2 separate regions of the Canis lupus genome follow, and region 2 is linked to region 1. Evidence: chromatin contacts called from public Hi-C data. All regions are on one chromosome and are shown on one strand. The core of a region is the stretch at or near the end of the contact, and the rest is flanking DNA. Distances in the headings are between cores, read along the strand shown. Region 1 holds the start of BCL6 (BCL6 transcription repressor). Region 2 overlaps LOC478670 (lipoma-preferred partner).

Region 1 (3,378 bases), core at 490-2,989:
AGTAGACCCCTGGGAATAGGGAATGTTTTGTTTGTTTCAATCTGCAATATGGAGTGACTCGTTGCCACTTGCCAAGGTGAAATGGCAAATCTGGGCTTCCTATGGTTCCGAAAGTCTGTGACTGGGAATTCGCAAGCAAGCTGGTGGTTGAAGCTGGCTAAAGGACAGCTTTAGGTATTCCAGAAGTATTCAGGGGTATCTTTCATGAGGGAAGAGGAGACAGTTTATAAATGAAACTTTCATGTGTCTTCAGCATTCTTTCTCAACAAAGATAATCATTGAACTTTGGTTAGGACCCATCTGGTGTGTCTTTCTTTGCCCATCTTGAGTTAGGATGGGAGAGGAGGAAGTAGGTTCTTTCAGTCTCTTTCTGTCCTCTCCCTTCCCCCCATTCCCTTCCCTCATCCTCACTCACTCACATGCACACACTAACCTTGAAGCCGATGGGATTGAGTGACTGGCACTTGGGACCACAGAGAAATGTCAGAGTGTTTGGTTACAGACTCAAGGAAACCTCTCATTTTAGAGTGCTCATTTGGTAAGATTCAGCAGCCTGGAATGGGGGCAAAGTGTTTGTGTGGGGGAAGAAACTTAAAAATGAGATTCACCCACATTAGGGTGCTGTCTTGCATGTTCTACAGCACGTAGGCTGATTTGGAAAAGGCACAGGAATTTGAGCCAGAAGACCTAGGGCCGGGCCACTAACCATCTACGTGGCCCAACATGACCTCCCTGGCCTCGGGCCCCTTTACCCGGAAAATAGCTCTAAAGGGCTACGCTTTTAAAAAAAAAAAAAAAAGGAAAGGGTTGGTGGTGGAAGAGGATTCAGATATTGTTTTGCTTTGCAGCCCACATGTGATCATAAATGAGAGTCTTACACCTGTGCTTTAAAATTATTTTGTTTTAGAGAAACCAATTTGGAGCGGGTACATATTTCAGGAGTGCTCCCTGGCCAGTTCTTAGCTAAAGCACGCAGTTAAATATTTCACCAGCAGGGGGAGCACAAGCTTGGAAGTTTGTAGCACTGTATCTGGTCTTAGACCCAGGAGGGAAAGAGGAAACTTTGAAAAAAGACAAAAATACCCAAGGAAAGCAAAGACTCGCCATCTCTGGGTTTGTTCTGCAGATCCTGTATTTACTCTTAAATATTCAGACAGTCAGGAATTACTGCCTGGCTTTTTGTCCTAAGCAAGCCACTTGAACCCGTGAGCCTCAGTTTCGTCACCAGAGAAATAGGGATTAGGATATTGACCCAGTAGACCTCGAGAAATCATTCTAAGCCTTAAAAGATAATATTTTAGTAGATTTTGGAGATTGTTCAGAGTTTTAGGCCCCCGAAGGATCATTCTCATTAATATTGAAGGAATCACTTTTCTTATATTTTTCTTTCCTACAAACACAAGTGGCCTTCGGATGATATGCTTTTTTTCTACTTTGAGAAAGGAACTATATGTATATATGTACCTGTAATTAATCTATGCAGTTGTGTTCCCAGTACTCAGGGCAAAAACATGATTATTGCATAGCTCGGGTGCCTGTTGTTTCCGTAAGAGCAGAGCTGGAAAAATGTTTGCTAGCTTGTGGCAAAACCGCTCCAGCTGGCAGACTGCAGCTATCAAAGTAAAACTAAATACGTGTGTCCTAAAATAAGACTATAGTGGACAATCTAACATTCATGGAATCAATTTCTGTTTGCTTTTTTCTCTTCCTTGCAGATTTTAAGCAAAATTTTGGACTGTGAATCAAGGCATTGGGTAAGTGAATCTAATTATATGCTTTAAAATTTTGTGGACAAACTGTTTCTTTTGAATTTGCCGATGCATGTGTTACTGTGAACTTGGCCGCTTTTCATTAGCCGAGATAAAGGATAGCCGATTCCCTCTCCCTCACCCCTTTACCCCTGTGTTAGACTATCTTAACTCTTGTGTGATCTTTCATTCCTTCACTCGTTTCTCGGTTCGGATCCAAGGTAGCCACCTACTGTGCACCAGCAGTGTGCTAGGTGCCCGAAGTACATTCAGACCATTCTAAAACCTAAAAGAGGAAAGAACAGATGGTGGCTGGGATAATGAAATGAGATCCTGCCGAGAATAGCTGCGATTTTTGAGAACCTACTATGGACCAGGCACAGATCTCTAAATTTTACAACCACATAGGTATTACTCCTCCCATTTGGAGAAACCGAAGCCCAGAAAGAGTAAACAATCTGCCCCGAGTCACACAGCTAGCAAAAGATAAAATAAAGCTGGCGTGCTAACCTTCAAAACGTGGTTTCTCTCCCTGTAACACACTCACTGCCTCTCGACGCTTGGCAGAGTATTCGATATGTGGGAAAAGGCACGCTACAGCTATTCATTCACTTCTGCTTTCCCCGAAAGGGCCTTCTATTCCAACTCGTTAGAGAAAGATTATTTCCCCGTCTTACAGATGTGAACAGTAATGCCCAGAGATGGGCCGAAGACCAAACACAAGGGACCTCGGTTTGCATACCATAGGTTAGCAGGCTGTGCCACCTGGTTTCACACCCCGGCTAAGCAGGAACCGGGTTCTGGATGACTTACAAGGCTCCGACCCTTTTCTTTCCAGGTGAAGACAAAATGGCCTCCCCGGCTGACAGCTGTATCCAGTTCACCCGCCATGCCAGTGACGTGCTTCTCAACCTTAATCGCCTCCGCAGCCGTGACATCTTGACTGATGTTGTCATCGTGGTGAGCCGTGAGCAGTTCAGAGCCCATAAGACAGTCCTCATGGCCTGCAGGTGAGGGGTCTGGAGGGGAAAGGTGGTTGTGTAAAGGGGAGCGCTGCTGTGGGCAGGCCGGAAGGCAGGCCGCCTGGGCCTTTTGCTCTGTTGGGAATCACGTCTCGTTTGTCTCCAGACGGCCAGCACATGGGCGGCAGGGCAGAGTAGGTTCCCAGGAAGCGAATGGATGAGCACACTTTTGGAGAAAGAGTTTCTGTTCTGTGGGAAGGGAGGGAGTAGAAATCATATACCGTCTCGAGAAAGGATGTGTTTGGGACAAGCAGAATAACTTTGGTTAACCAGTGAAAAAAGGAGAAGGGAAAGAGGGTTTTACAAAATTGTAAGCCAGTGAATGTGAAACCTTTTGTCCTTTTAGCCTGTAACTGCATGTATTTGATCCCGTGACTGCCTTTCCAGGGGTGTTTCAGGCTATGTGTGTGTAAGTAAGGGAGAGGGAGCCAGCTGATTCTTCATATTTGTCAAGTATTTCGAGTTCTCGGAGCTGGTTCATATTACATCATCTCCCTGGATCTGGGCAGAGGCCTTCCGTGTTATGCAGGCATAATTACTTCCATTTTATAGACAATAAAATGAAGGCACACATCCGTGAACTGATATAAGGCAGGGGAGCTCTACTG
Region 2 (3,378 bases), core at 306-2,805, 560 kb before region 1:
GTGTCTAATTTATTTTGGTATCACCCACTGTGCCTGGGTCAGTGTCTAATAGGTAGATAGTATCACATAATTCACACGCAGATGGATGAATAACGAACTGCAGAGCGCATCACATTATTCTTGGTATATTAACAGTAAAATCCACTTGAGTGGATTAGGAGCTAAAGGCAACCATCCAAGAAAGCTGGACCCAATAAGAGATCTTGGAACAGCACCACACAAAGAAGGAAGGCAGACACAGAGATGGAAGATGTCCACAGTCTAAGATTGATGTCAATTTCCTTGGGGTTCTAAGAGTCCATTTTCTCCCAACTTCAATGGGTGTGACTCCTTTCCCAGATGCAACGAGGCTACAAATCTTGTGCTGTATCAAGTCAAACCAGGCCTTTAGAAAAATAAAATCGCTCCAAGCAAAACCAAAGCGGGAGCAGCCAAAAGACTGGCAGAGTTAAGCAACCAGGAGAGGGTCAGAGTGCCCATGCCCTGCAGAAAACAAACAGGCTGCAGCTTGAAACACTTCTCCCCTGTGGAGACTTGTCCAGCGCGGGGGCCCAGCAGCCTCCTCAAGCAGCTTCGGATGTGAAAAGGTCATTCTGCCAAACACACTTTCAATAGATGCCAGCGGCAGACCTCCCTGAGGGGTTGGAAGGGTCTAGAGGGTGGAGAGAAAAGCTGTGCTGGTCAAGGGGGATGCTACGGTGTGCCAAGCCCCGCGTCAGATGCTGCAAGACGTGGGCCCGGCCTGAAAACCTCGCAGCCAAGATTTTGGGGACCTAATCGGGCAGGGAAATGACAGCAAGCACCACACACACACCTAAAGGAGAAAGGAGAACCGAGAAGCTGATAGGATGAGGAGCCCGACAGCATGGCACAGCCGCGATCGCTGATCTACATCGCCGCCACAGCTCGGGGGCACCTGGCCTGCAGGATGGGCATCCCGCCTCCGACACGCAGGGCTGGGCGGCCTGGCCAAAGCTCCTGAACTCTCAGTGCGTAAGTGATTCTTCACCGGTAAAGTGAAGATTATGGTAGCCTTCGGTCAAATGTGAGTTCTGATTAGTAATCAGTGACTAAGCCTGGGAGAAACAGATCACTGCCTCACAGGATCACAAAGGCCAGAACACGAAGCGCCCGACTTTGAACCAGAGTCCAAGTGCTTCTTTTACTAAAAGTACAACTCAGGCCCTGGGGAGGGAAGGGACACGCCCACACCCCCTGGGAAAGTCACCTTACTGATCCCGGTGACCACCAGCCCCCCCGACCCATGGTGCCGGGCGCTGTTCACCAGCACACAGAGCTGCTGGCCACGTTGTTTGCTAATAGAGGTAAGATGCTTAGAATGGTACCTGGCTCAAAGGCAGCAGCGTGCATGTGTTTGTTATCACCGCTGAGGATAATGATGCCGGAATAAATAACATATTCATAGGGTGTTTTGTGGTTTACAAAGCCTATTTGTATCATTATCTCATTTAATCCTCTCAACAACTCCGGGAATCATGACCCCCCAAGCCCTGCAGAGATGGGGTCAAATGAGGCTCAGAGAGGTCTCTTAGTTTCCCCAGGAATCCCAGAGACTGGGGGCAGAGAAGTGCAGCCCAAAACCCATGTTCCCCATCAGCCAATCCAGTGCTCTTCCCTGTCCATGTTCCCACGGCACAGATAACAGCTAGTACCAGACTAGAGATTTCTAATGGGAACAATCCCACGATCTCTACTCTAACAAATCCTCTTACCTAAAGGAAGAAATTCAATGGCATGAGAATTTCCTTTTGCTTTTGCTGCAGCTGGCTTAAACCTAGCAGGAGGAATGTCTTCTTTGGAGCCAAGCTTTCTCTCCTGTCTGTGGAATGAGATGGCCTTCCTGCTGAGCCATGAGTGCTGGGCAAAGAGGAGGCTGAAATTGGGAAGGAGCAGGGGCAAAGGAGAGAAATAACCACATGGTGGCTGATAACTAAGCCATAGTCCTAGGGCAGCTGGTGATGAGCCAGTTAACTACCACCTCGCAGGGGTGAATCCCTCAGCTGGAAATAAGACCAAGAGAGGACAAACTGGGCATGAGCCTCTCTTTCACACATATCTCCTCCACTGAAGTGAATACATTTTTCAAGCGACAAGTAACAAAGGACCTGGATGACAGCCAAAGGACTAGGAAGGGTCTTCTTACCTTAAAAGTAAAGGAGTTTCTACTTACAGGCTTTTATCTTGTAAAATTTATTTATAAAATAAATTTGCTTTTATCATGTATCTATGCATGGATGCATCTACCTATCTATATCTAATCAAAAGAAGCAAATAACTCCTCTCTTTTAAAAAAAAATTATTTATTTGAGAGAGAGAGAGAGAGAGCTTGAGTGGGGGAAGCAGGGGAAGAGGGAGAAACAGAGTATCAAGCAGACTCCCCACTGAGCACACAGCCCATCCCACAACCCTGAGATCATGACCTGAGTCAAAACCAAGAATTGGATGCTGAATCAACTATGCCACCCAAGTGCCCCAATAACTCCTTTCTTTTTAAGAGTATACTATTAAAAAAAAAAAGTTATGAAACAGGTAAATGAGAGACCTTGATTTTAGTTCTGGTTTTGTCACTGACTAGGACAGTGAATTAAAAAAGGTTACCAAAGCCTTCTGGGGATTTTTATTTCCTCATCTGTCAAGTGCAGGCTTGGGCAGATCAACAAGGACTCTTCAAGCTTAAAAAAAAAAAAAAGAAGAAAGCAAGCAAGCAAGCAACAAGCAAGCAAGCTAATATCCTAAATAAACAGAAGAAAATGCCATAATAGTCAAAACCAACTTTTCAGAAAAGTTTTTTAAAAGGCGTTGTTTCCTCCATAAACCTTGGTTTTGAATGCAAGGAACATGTCACAGTTTAAAATCACCCATATTCGTGCCTTTGATGGTGAAAAAAGCCTACCACCAAAAGCCAACAAAGTTTTGCTTAAAAACAAGCTATTTTCAGGAACAACTCTCCAAGTTAAAGCCCTAATTCACAAAATTGGGTTTGGCTGGTATAACACTGTCTTCTTTCTGCAATTATTAGGCTCTAAAAGGTTTTTTTTTCCCTCCTCTCCTAACAACATTTCATTTGCAAAGTGTTTGATCCTGAAATAAACCTGTAATTCCTCCTATGGTGAAGGGAGGGCAGACGAAGATCTGTACTGTACTCCAAATGACTTTATATCTCACAGGAGATCATTACAAGATGACAGTATAAACCTTAAGAATTTTAACAATAAAGTCATGCTATCCAAAGAATGTTCCACAAAACTCGAGTCTGGGAAACTGTCTACAAAATGATTCCATTATGAAATAAATTTGACAAAACCTGAATTTAAGGAATGTTGTGGCTAATGCTTTTATCCACAGGACTTCTCCGAG

Evidence for each region. Hi-C and Micro-C count contacts between places; a contact is called where the count stands out from the background.
Region 2: a contact with region 1 is called in a Hi-C map of skin fibroblasts, with 3 times the contacts expected there. The contact joins the enhancer-like site here to the promoter of BCL6 in region 1. A contact is called at or near these places in 3 of 9 Hi-C or Micro-C datasets (amygdala, blood and skin fibroblasts).

The regions. Positions count from the first base shown.
Region 1 is chr34:20,305,331-20,308,708 of UU_Cfam_GSD_1.0, reverse strand. BCL6 (BCL6 transcription repressor) reads left to right here and starts at 1,739. Exons shown (of 9, transcript NM_001195404.1): 1 at 1,739-1,754; 2 at 2,587-2,758. The coding sequence starts at 2,598.
Region 2 is chr34:20,866,443-20,869,820 of UU_Cfam_GSD_1.0, reverse strand. The region is part of intron 2 of LOC478670 (lipoma-preferred partner); the gene reads right to left. Among named protein-coding and RNA genes, the nearest start is that of MIR28, 290 kb to the left of the region's middle. Within about 2 kb of position 1,555, at least 3 of the 20 cell types and tissues checked have an H3K27ac peak or open chromatin away from gene starts, as enhancers often do.